2 separate regions of the Mus musculus genome follow, and region 2 is linked to region 1. The links are chromatin contacts, called in public Hi-C maps. All regions are on one chromosome and are shown on one strand. The core of a region is the stretch at or near the end of the contact, and the rest is flanking DNA. Distances in the headings are between cores, read along the strand shown. Region 1 holds the start of Ccdc107 (coiled-coil domain containing 107). Region 2 overlaps Clta (clathrin, light polypeptide (Lca)).

Evidence for each region. Hi-C and Micro-C count contacts between places; a contact is called where the count stands out from the background.
Region 2: a contact with region 1 is called in a Hi-C map of CD4 T cells, with 3 times the contacts expected there. The contact joins the enhancer-like site here to the promoter of Ccdc107 in region 1. A contact is called at or near these places in 1 of 39 promoter capture datasets (pre-B cells), 1 of 484 Hi-C or Micro-C datasets (CD4 T cells), 1 of 115 datasets of contacts at active chromatin or transcription factors (microglia) and 2 of 9 other capture datasets (adipose tissue and liver).

The regions. Positions count from the first base shown.
Region 1 is chr4:43,492,099-43,494,628 of GRCm38.p6, reverse strand. It overlaps Ccdc107 (coiled-coil domain containing 107), which reads right to left and starts at 1,264. Exons shown (of 6, transcript NM_001037913.2): 1 at 1,093-1,264; 2 at 870-1,021. The coding sequence starts at 1,198. It also overlaps Rmrp.
Region 2 is chr4:44,021,164-44,023,693 of GRCm38.p6, reverse strand. All of the region lies in intron 4 of Clta (clathrin, light polypeptide (Lca)), which reads right to left. Among named protein-coding and RNA genes, the nearest start is that of Clta, 18 kb to the right of the region's middle. Within about 2 kb of position 1,268, at least 54 of the 459 cell types and tissues checked have an H3K27ac peak or open chromatin away from gene starts, as enhancers often do.

The sequences.
Region 1 (2,530 bases), core at 15-2,514:
GGTAGATAAAGCACAAGCCTCCTTCAGAACCTTTAATTGGAAAGTGGGTTATCATAACACCGTGAAACTGTCAGCCGCCATGCCTACCTCTCTTCCACGGGTCCCGCTCCTCTTCTCAACTGCTTATGTATTCTTCTCCATGCATAAGACAGAAATACTGGTCTCGAACTCACAAGAGCTGTTCCTGCCTCTGTCTCCCCTGAATGCTGGGATTAAAGGCGTCTAACACTACGCCTGGGTAGAATTTATTAATCTATCTTTAAACTCCAATCTTCATCCTAGCCTGTCAAGTCTGCCTGGCTCTTTAATCTCATCTAGTTTTATGTTACTAATTAGTTCAGCCTCTATTCCCCTGTGCAAGTAATTGACCAGAGTTGAAGATAAAGCACTGGGTGGTAGGTTCCACTTTCCATGTCAACAGTTTCAAAGTAATCAGAATGTACAGTCAGTTCACATTTCAGGGTTTCCTTCCTAAGGAGAGCACGAAACGGCTTGGTGTCTGGTCCACTAGACACTCTGTTGCTGCCGCGATTAACTCCTTGGGCCAAGGTTGGAGCCTCAGCAGCAACTTCTTTTTTTGCATACTGACACTAGTTGGGTTAAAACCCCACTTACATCAGACACTAAGTGGATGAGCTCCAGATTGAAAATCGATCGTCACTGGAGAGAGGAGTAAAAGTAACGGTTTCTACAATTTCTCAGCCCCCTACATCCATTATCTCTCTGGATCCTCGAATGCCCCAATAATGTGGAAAAACCAAGGAACGAGCCTTCATTTTACAGGTAGCCGGGAAGCGGTTGTTCTTGGTACTGTAGCGGCCCCAGGAGATTAAGGCCCAGGGCTCCCACAACCCACCGCCATACCGCACCTGCAAACACTTGAACAGCACAAAAGCCACGACGGCCGCGGTGTACAGAGCGCCCAAAGACAGCGATCCGGCCCGGGCTCGCTCGCGCTGATCCTTGGGTGGCGGCTGCCGCCGAGGTTCGGTGGTTCCCGGACTGACCTGGGAGCCCCGTTCTGTGGATTAAAGCCATCGGTCAGTTTCTACTAGGCAGTCCCAGCCTCCCTCCAGCAGCTCTCGCAGGTACCTGGGTGTGCCCCCAGATCGGCGCTGGGGCGCTCCCCAAGGACTCCAAAAGGCGCAGACACAAGCAGCAGCCCCAGAATACTCAACACGGGGCCAGCGCCCTCCATGCCTGGCCCACCAGAATCGCACGCCGGGTACCCCGCGTTCCAGCGCTGGGCCTCCGGCCGTAGTGCGCACGCGCAGGAGACCACGCCTACATCGGGGGGGCTGAGTCCCTTAAGGCGGCCACGCCCATCTCAGGATGGGTTTAAGCAATATTTGCATAAACCACGCCCACCTAGCGTTCCTACATTAATTAATGACCTATCTATTTATAGCTTTCTTAAACAATTATGTCTCCAGAATCTTTCAGGATAAAGTATCATGCCTAAAACAATGGCTCATTGTTTTTCTACCTAGAGAGACCAATTTTCTCACCATAACCAAAAAATTAAGCCTGTTGTAGAGTCATAAATTAGTCGCGCCTAGAAGCTAAGGCAGCTCGCTCTGAAGGCCTGTTTCCTAGGCTACATACGAGGGACATGTTCCTTATCCTTTCGCCTAGGGGAAAGTCCCCGGACCACGGGCAGAGAGTGCCGCGTGCACACGCGCGTAGACTTCCCCCGCAAGTCACTGTTAGCCCGCCAAGAAGCGACCCCTCCGGGGCGAGCTGAGCGGCGTGCAGCGGGGCGTCATCCGTCAGCTCACATAGTGACGCAGGCAGTGCGACCTGGCTCGCACCAACCACACGGGGCTCATTCTCAGCGCGGCTACACTTTTATTTATTTATTTTTGTTTGTTTGTATTTTGGTTTTTTGACAGGGTTTCTCTGTGTAGCCCTGGCTGTCCTGGCACTCACTTTGTAGACCAGGCTGGCCTCGAACTCAGAAATCCTCCTGCCTCTGCCTCCCGAGTGCTGGGATTAAAGGCGTGCGCCACCACGCCCGGCCACTTTTATTTCTATACAACCTTCAGAGCCAGATGTGAATGTACTAATTAGGAAATCAAGGTCACCCTTTCCTAAGAAAAGAAGAAAGAAAACGGAGACAAATCTGAATTCCTAATTTATTCTTTAATAGCTGTAATTCTTTTTTTAGACTGCTAGTCCAAAGAGAGCAAGACTGTGGGTTTTGCTTTTTTGTTTTTTTCCATTTTACTGTCCGAGCCTAGTCACTTGTTGCTAGGGGAACTTGAGGAAGTGAATGAAATTAATGAATGAATGTTCACAGCGACTCAAAAGGCAAATATACAACTAGGTCCTTCTGGGTCTCATGTAACCTGGGCTGGCTTCATTCTCATGTAGCTGGAGCTGGCCTAGAACTCCTAACCCTCCTGCTTCCATTTCTCAAATGCTGGGATTATGTAGTAGCAAGCACATAAGATTCACAGAGCTGCCAGATGTGGCACCACACTCCTTTAATCCCAGCAGTGGGGAGACAAAAGCAGACAGATCTCTATGA
Region 2 (2,530 bases), core at 19-2,518, 530 kb before region 1:
AAAACCTACCACCAAACCCAAATCCAAGTGGACTACCCCCCAATTACTGCCCTTCTGTGGCTGGCAAGATGGCCCTGGGGTAGAAGCACTTGCCATGCAAGCCTCATGACCCAAGCCCAATCCTGGGTTCCACAGTGGAACCTTGAAATGTTTAAAACTTTAATTGCCTTTTGATTGGACTATATTCTATGCATTCTAACAATCATTAAAGTTATTTTTTGTTAGGGCTAGGCATGACAGCACACACCTTTAGTCCCAGTACTAGTAGGCAGAGGCAGATGGTTCTCTGTAAATTTGAGGCAGTCTGATCTAAGTATCAAGTTCCAGGACAGCCAGAGAAACAAGAGATACACAATAGAGAGACCGTGGTTTTTTTTGTTTTTGTTTTTTTAAAAAGTCTTTCTTTTCTCAAGTTTCATTGCATGGCCCAAAATGGATTTGCTGTATAGCTCAAACTGGCCTCAAACTTGTATGTTTCTCAATTACTAGGATTAGAGGGGGTATCACCATAGCCAGCGTACGTATTTTTCATTAAATGTTAGGATCAGTCTAACTGAAGTAAGATGGGCAGTCATCTGTAAGTAACAGTGTGTGCAGTATAAAACCCAGGCTGCCTGTCTGTCTGCTGGCTTACAGATTCACTGTGTGCTAGCACAAGTAACTGAGAGTCCTTACTGTTCAGCCTGATGGGACACAGCTCTAACAGCACGAGCTGGCGCGGGAAGGAAGGAGCCTCCTGAGAGCGAGGCACGCTGACGGGAACCTTCCTCCCCAGCCAGCCTCACCACTCCTTATAGGAGCCATTTGAGACCACGGCCACCGGCTCCGCTTCAACACCGTGCTTTCTCAGTTCTTACAGAAAAAAAGGGTGAAACCACAGAAACCCCCTGCCAACAAACATTGACTGCAATACAAGACCAAATGTTCGACTTTCCCTGAAGTGGCCATCTTGAGTTGGGACTGGGGATGCGCACCTGTAATCCCCGTGCCCAGGAAGCTCCTAAGTTTAAAGCCAGTTTGGTATGCACAACAAATCTCAGGCCAAATAGGGCTACACTATGAGACTCTGTGGTGGAGCTGGATGAAGGAGCCCCAGCTAAGAAAATTCTTCAAAGAGTTGCTCAAAACCCAAACTTGGTGGTTAGAAAAAAGAAAGAAGACATTTCCTACCACCAAAATGTACTTCCTGTGAGACAAACTCTGCCTCCAAGCCGTCACTAAAGACAGACAACGAGCAAGCAAACAACCACAGCTGCTAAGCCCTGTCATCCTGTTTGCAAGTCCCTTAACAACGCTCTCCAACACAGGAGCTTCCAGCCACACATGGCCACTGGAGTGTAAGCTTACTAAACATAAGTAAAGTTTAAAACTGAGTTTCTGAATCAGTTACAAGGACTTGAATACCCACATATGGTCAGGGCTACGATACTGTGTATTATCACAAACAAACTGGCCAGAGGCATAGATACCAAGTATCTCTACCTAGGAAAAGCCATTTAGTTACTGCTATTCAGGGTCACTCTGTTTTGAAAGCTTTGAAACTAGGGATAAAAGGTCTGGCACTGACTGGTTAGGCTATTTGGACAAGGTCTCTCCCTACTTCTAGGAGTCAGTTACCCCATCTGAAACCTAGGGAGCCATGTTTCATTAGGTAGAGTCTGGGAGAATACTGGCATAAGTACATGAAGACTTCGCCACTTCTAGGAGTCGCCCGTATGATAGAGCTGACCGGCCAATCAGAAGGAGTATGTGCACATCTCTCTATAAACCACACAGGGGTGATGGAGAGGCCCCAGCAGTTAGGAGCATTTGTTGCTCTTACAGAGCATCCAGGTTAGGTTCTTAGCACCCACACGGTGGCTCTCAACCATCTATCTTGGTTCCAAGGCATCCCAAACCCTCTTCTGGCCTCTGAAGGCACCAGGCACCACTGGTGTGTGTATGTAAACAAAACACTAAGGCACACAAAATATAATAAACAAATCTAAAAATAAATGAAGCCCACACATAGAGAGGCACACTCTTAACTAAATGAAAGCCATTAAGAGCTGGCATTGTAGCGTACGCCTTTACTCTCGGCACTCAGCAGCCCAACCCCGTCTACACAGCGAGCCCCAGGACAGGCAGGGCTACAAAGAGATGCTATTGGTCACCTCCTCACACTGTCACAGCAGGCTTCCCTCATCTTGAAGGAATAGGTGACATTAAGGTATACAATTCTACCAGAAGCTGATGCCAAGGCAGGGCCTGGCCTGCCCGGCGAGATGGCCATGCACACAGACGCACTTAGGAAGCAGTGTGGCTGGTGGGATGGATGTGGATCCCGAAGCACAGCAGACAAACTCACATTTGTTTTTACCACTTCTTAGCTGTGTGCTTCAAACAATCCACTTATAATCCTCAATACCTTTACTCATAAAAATGCAAAAGGGAGCTGGAGAGATGGCTCAGCAGCTAGGAGCTCTGGCTGCTCTTCCAGAGGACCTGGGTTCAATTCCCAATACCCACATGGCAGCTCACAACTGTCTGT